2 separate regions of the Rattus norvegicus genome follow, and region 2 is linked to region 1. A link is a contact called in public Hi-C data. All regions are on one chromosome and are shown on one strand. Each heading gives the region's core, a stretch centred on a gene start, on an enhancer-like site or on the middle of the called end of the contact. The rest is flanking DNA. Distances are from core to core; before and after follow the strand shown. Region 1 holds the start of Camta1 (calmodulin binding transcription activator 1). Region 2 holds the start of Tas1r1 (taste 1 receptor member 1).

What was found. Hi-C and Micro-C count contacts between places; a contact is called where the count stands out from the background.
Region 2: a Hi-C map of hepatocytes shows a contact between it and region 1, with 2.9 times the contacts expected there. The contact joins the promoter of Tas1r1 here to the promoter of Camta1 in region 1. A contact is called at or near these places in 3 of 12 Hi-C or Micro-C datasets (frontal cortex, hepatocytes and kidney).

What each region holds. Positions count from the first base shown.
Region 1 is chr5:167,637,800-167,640,829 of GRCr8, reverse strand. It overlaps Camta1 (calmodulin binding transcription activator 1), which reads left to right and starts at 1,390. Exons shown (of 24, transcript NM_001195559.1): 1 at 1,390-1,487. The coding sequence starts at 1,443.
Region 2 is chr5:167,826,746-167,829,775 of GRCr8, reverse strand. It overlaps Tas1r1 (taste 1 receptor member 1), which reads left to right and starts at 1,486. Exons shown (of 6, transcript NM_053305.1): 1 at 1,486-1,673. The coding sequence starts at 1,486. It overlaps Nol9 (nucleolar protein 9), which reads right to left and starts at 507. Exons shown (of 12, transcript NM_001399235.1): 1 at 32-507. The coding sequence starts at 484.

The DNA.
Region 1 (3,030 bases), core at 141-2,640:
CACTGCAAGTTTACAGAGAGGATCTGGAGCTCAGCTGCTTTTCATTAAACTGCGTTCTCGTTCCCTCCCTCCCGCTTCCCTTCGGTGCACCTGCAGAATCCCTGGCGCGGTGTCTTCCCTCCCTCTTCTCCTTCCCTTTTATCTGTCCATGTGCGAAATTCTTGCACTCTGCCCTTTTCCTTCCTCCCTCCTTTCCTTTTCTCCTCTTTTTCTGGCCACGTGCAGAGCCCCCGATTTCTTTCGAGAAGGCGCAGTACTTTGCAGCTCTCCTGGCCGGGGATTGTGTCTGCGGGGCGTGCGAATCCCTCCGATGTGGAGCCGTGTGGAGCTGCGCGGAGCTGAGGCCGGAGCCCGACAGAAGCGCCGGGAGCCCGGGAGGGACTGGCTAGGCTAGCCGAGGTCGAACGTTCCGAGCCCTAGATCCCCGGCTGCAGCCTGGGACAGGCACCTATGACTCATCGGCTCCGCCGGTCACATGGGCAACGTGACCAAAATAAAGTTTCAGTATTTTAAGCCGCTAGAAAAGGGGACAGAGGAGCGCAAGGCGGGCGGGAGCGTAGGGCGGCCGCGGGGACGCTGCGCCGGCCGAGAGGGCGGGGCTCATAGGCCAGGAAGGGGCGGGATTTGCTTGAGGGGCGTGGTCTGCCGGGAGGTGCGCCCCTCCCCCGTGGCGAGCAGCGACGCCCGGACTCCCGGCTAAAGGGTTCGGGAACACCGCGAACCGGCACGCCTCGGTGCCTTACGTATCCCCTTGCTAGGGCTGCCCCTGCCAGCGCCGCAGGCTGCGGGATCCCAGAGATCCCAGCGTGTCCTCCGAAGACACCGGGACCCCCACGCGCCAGCAGCGGCTTCCCCGGGAACGTCCTTCAGCTCCGGGAGCACGCGGGAAAAGCCCCAACACACCAATGAGCGAGCGCCTTCCTCATGACGGTCACGCTGGGGGGGCGGGGCTTCCCACAGCCGTTCCCGAGTTCCGGGAACCCCCTTTGATTGGTCTGGACGGCTTGGGAAACACTGTAGTGACGTCCAATCAAAACACCACGTCTCGGCCTCGAGGAAATATTCCGTGTCAGACTCATCCTGATTGGGCCGTTCTTTCGACCTCTGGCCACTAGGAAGCTTTGTTTAGGTCTGGAGGGCGGGTTTTCCTGGGAGTGGGTGGGGAGGGGGCGTTTATTCCAGGCCAATCACTTTAGTCGGTGCGGTGGTGATCAGCCAATGGACTGGGTGGATAGGACGCTCCTCCCGGAGAGTAGTGAGACCCCTGGTGCGGCCCGATTGGTCGTGGAAACGATGACTGACAGACGCGCTATCCATTGGGCGCTGTGCGTGGGCCGCGGGGCGGGGCCAGGGCGGGTGCGCGGCGGCGGCGGGGTGGCTGGGCCGGCGGCGGCGGCGGTACGAGGCGCGCGCTCGGGGTCCCGGTCGCGAGGAGGAGGAGGATGTGGCGCGCGGAGGGGAAATGGCTGCCGAAAACAAGCCGGAAGGTGAGAGCCGGAGCGCGAGGGCCCGGGGCTGTCAGGGTGGCGGCGACACGGCGAGCCCGGGGCCGCGCCGGACATCCCGGGCATCGGCGGCGCGGGGCGCGAGCGCGGGGGCGCGGCGGGCGCGGGGAGGGCGCCGGCGGGGTTGGGGGGGGCGGAGCGCGGCCGAGTCCTGAGGTGACTCGCGGGCCGGCGGAGCGCAGCGCCCCGCACCCAGCCCCGGGGGCGGCAGGCCGGGGCGGGGGGCGCGCGGGGCGGGGGCCGGGCCCAGCGAGGAGGAGGAGAAGCCGCGACGCCTCCCGCACCCGGCCCGGGGCATCCCCGCCGTGCCGGTCCGGGTGTCAGGGGGCCGCGGGGCGGAAAGTTTCCCGGGCCGCGGGGGCTCGCGGGCACCGGTGCCGGCGGCCGTAGCGGCGTCAGGGCCGGACGTTCCCCTCCACAGCCCCCCTCGGGCCGCGCGGCGCCTCCTAGCGCCGGCGTGGGGGTGTCCCCGCGCGGGTCCCCGCCAGGGGGCCCCCCTCGTGCCGAGCGCCCCTCGGCCAAGGCCCCGGGCGACCCCTCCCCCAGCAGGGCCGGGGGGCCTCGCATGGCCTCCCCGCCCCTCACAGCATGCTCTTCCACTCTTGCCCTTGCACCCTCACTACAGGGAGGGTGGGGTCTCCACACTGCCTTGCCCTTTACCTTCCGTGACCCCGATCCTAGCGGAGCACTGAGGGCTCCCCGTGTTAGCCTGTCCCCTTTATGAGGGGACTCTCGTGGGGCCGCGGAGCCTCTGCACGCTGGGTTTATCCTTTTTTGACAGGACAAGGGGACTCCTTCGGCTACCCATGTTCTTCCTTCTTTGCTCGCCCAGTGGCTTGTGGGGCCCTGTGCAGCTCTGAAGTCATTTCTAAATAGGCAGGCAGACACTTCTTCCAGATCTGTACTCTTTCCGTACACTTTCCTGGGTTAGGGTGAGCTCATTTCCTGAACACCCTTCGAGTTGCCCTCTTTCTTGTTGGGAAAATCGGACGCTCCAATGCTCCTCTCCCTAGCTGTCTGCCTCTCTCCTTGGAGTTCCCTGTCTGGGCCAGGGTGGGCGCCCCAGTAAGATGTAGGGCAGGCAGGACTTCCGATGTGCCTACCACTTGAGTGAAAAGGGACCTCAGGAATTAACTTCTTTCTTGCTGGAAAACGAGAATCTATTGCTTCCCGTTCACTTTTGGATCTTAGGGGGCACCCTTCACCAGTTAACACTATCCCGCTGGGAAAAGGGTCCTGTGCCCTTGAATTTGGTGTTCTGATTCCTGTCTTCTGAGCAGAAACAACCAGACTTTATGCGTCCCACTCTCAAGAAGTCTTTGAATCTTTCTTGGAAATAAACTTCCCAATTCTTTTTTTTTTTCTTTTTGTTGAGAGAACTCAGATCCTCCTTATGGCTCCGGTTTCCCAGTCAGCCATATTTAGTGAGCCTGTTACCTTGACTTTTTCTAATTCTCTCAAATTGTATTCATGTTGGCTGCGTGAGGAGAAGCCATATGCCTTTCTATCCAGAATAGGGAGCGTA
Region 2 (3,030 bases), core at 237-2,736, 190 kb before region 1:
GGTCACCAACAGTGTCTCGCGGGCGACTCACCTCTCCGGGCGGTAGCATCAGCAACACGCGGCCCGAGCCTAAGTCCAACGTGGGTTGGGTGATGTTCGGCGACACCTTTAGGACCCGGCGCCCGGCCCGGCTTTGGGGCGTGGAATGGTTTCGGGGATTGAGCAGGCTGCATGACCCGACCCGGGTGCAGGGCACGGGCGGGACGCTCGGCGTGGGCTGGCTGCGGGACCCCGGCCGGCTGCGGGTTCGGATTTTGCACTTTACCGCCACGTGCGCGCCCGCGGGGACACCTAGCTTCCAGTCCCCGCCCAAAGCGTGCGCCCGTAGCAGCCGCCGTCGCAGGCGACGCAGCTCACCCCGGGTGAGGACCCCAAACCGGCGACGGCCCCGACGGCTGAGGAGGAGATGGGGCCGGGCTTTGCGGACCCGCTGCCAGGAAGAGCGACTCGGAACCCGCCGGAGCATCACCTCTGATTCCGCCATACTTGGCCCGGAACCCCTCCGGCGGGACGATCTCGCGAGATCGTGTCGCCCCGCCCCCTAGCGGAAGACGTGCGGTGCGGCTCGCGCCCCCTCCCGGCCGGTGTCTGCAGCACATCATCAGGGACCTCACCCCTCAGCTGCAGGAGGGAAGCTTGGAGGTCCCACCCGGAGCCCCATTTACATTATGCAAAAGCCCACCCTGGCCGGTTGGAGACGGGGGAGCCAAACCCCTTTGGATTTAACCACCAGGCCACCTCTCAGGAAATCCACCTGGGATTTTTTTTTTCTTTTTGCAGAAAAGAAAAAAAAAAACCCTCCAGGATTGGCAAATCCGGTCCATTTGTATATGTTGGGTTTGCATACATTTGTCTTCTGGCAGATGGGAACAATCCTGGACAACAAGGTTAAACCGTGATGATTAGCTCACACTTTGAATGTCTGAATACTGCGGTCGTCGCGAAGCCTGGTTTCAGGTTTACTACGCGAGGTTTACTATGTTCTGTAACTTGTGTTGACACAAGCCAGCAGTAAGCTCAGTTACTCCTGTGAATGAAGTAGGAGGATGGTTTGAGCTCTGATGTTCAAAGACAGCCTGGGTGACAGAGCAAGAGAACACTTACAAACAAACAAACAAACAAACCAGCTCCCTGACAGTAAGCCTGACCTTCAGTGCCCCAGCCCTCCCTATCCTCCATGAAAACCAGCAGGGCTCACTTCCTGAGACCGGTGAGCCTGAACAAGGACAAAAACCACAACTATCCAGGGGAGGGGGTCTCAGGGATCCACCTGGTTTCCATCCATGTCCTGGCCCTGCCCAGTTCCTGAGAGAGACCACAGTCCGGAAGACCCACAGCCTTTCCACAACTGGGCTCCAGTCCCTCCCCTTTCAAGGGCATGAAGTTACAAAAACGCGCCTGGGCAGCTGTCCTTCACGGCACTTAAGCAGCCCTCGTCAGAGCTGTGCTCAGCCATGCTGGGCAGAGGGACGACGGCTGGCCAGCATGCTCTTCTGGGCTGCTCACCTGCTGCTCAGCCTGCAGTTGGTCTACTGCTGGGCTTTCAGCTGCCAAAGGACAGAGTCCTCTCCAGGCTTCAGCCTTCCTGGGGACTTCCTCCTTGCAGGTCTGTTCTCCCTCCATGGTGACTGTCTGCAGGTGAGACACAGACCTCTGGTGACAAGTTGTGACAGGTAAGTAGGGGCCAGCAGAGCTGTCCCTTAGTGGTTGAGGGTATATCTGTTTGGTGCCTGTATGTGAGGCTCTGGGTTTAGGCTCAAGCACCGTATCAGCTGGATTTGGTGGCTAAGGCATGCAATACATATAATCTCCATACTAAGGGGATGGAGACAGGAGGATCACAAGTTCAAGGTCAGCCTCAGCTACACGGTGAGTTCAAGACCAGCTAAGGCCAGAAGTCCTGTCACAGAGACTCTCCCTTAGAGTAAAATGAAGCAGGACCTCTCAGCTTGCCCCTGAGCTAGCTAGCCAGTCCCCAGCAATCTATAATGACTGAAGTCCAAGTCCGGAGCTTAAGGAGTCCATCCCTAGTTTGCCGTGCTGTTGTTATTTATATGGGTATCATGTCGCTGACACGCCAGAAGAGGGCATCGGATCCCATTACAGATGGTCGTGAGCCACCGTGTGGTTGCTGGGAATTGAACTCAGGACCTCTGGAAGACCAGCCACTGCTCTTAACCGCTGAGCCATCTCTCCAGCCCCCTGGGTGTTATTATTTATACTGCACTATATTCTTTTGTTTTTGCCGTTCCAGTGGGTTGTAACTCCGTTCAAGTCTCCTGGTTTTTCTCCGGCAGGCAAGTGCAGTTCCTCAGGGGTTTCCTTTTCGAGGTGGCTGCGTGCAGTCTATGTAAGCCTCACGCTGGGAAGGGAGGTCCGGAGCAATGGCACCGCACATGATGACTGCCTGACTGCTGGCCGGGACATAGGGTTCTGGGACACCTGGCTCACAACCATCTGTAACGGCATCTAATGCCCTCTTCTGATGTGTGTGAAGACAGCTACAGTGTACTCACATACATCAAATAAATAAATATTTTTTAAAAAGGAAAAGAAAACTGGCTTCAGGTAACTCAGATCTTACGGTGAAGAGGTAGTGAGGCTCTCAATTCGCTCTGGGGACACAGGTGACAAATTGGGGGGGCGGTTAAAAGTCAGCGAGCTGGGGAACAGGGCAGGTTGACATGCTCTTTCTGTCAAATCCTTAGCATCGTGTGTGCCCCTCCCTGGTGACAACAGCTACCAAAACCGAGAGCTCTCAGCTTAGGTCAAGCCCTGTGAGGCGGGTGTAATGGTTAATTTTATGTATCAGTTTGACCAAGAGATGGCGCCTAGAGTCCCTGGCTCAAACTCATTTAGTTGCTACTGTGAAAGAGTGTTCTTGCCGTGGTTAACATTTAGATGGATAGGCTGCATGAAAGAGCTCGCCAATGGGCAGTAAATGGGCCGCACGCAATCCATTTAAGGCCTTCAGGGAGAAGGCAGGGGTCCCGGGAAGGATCAGAGTATCCGTCTGTCCTCAGACTCAGC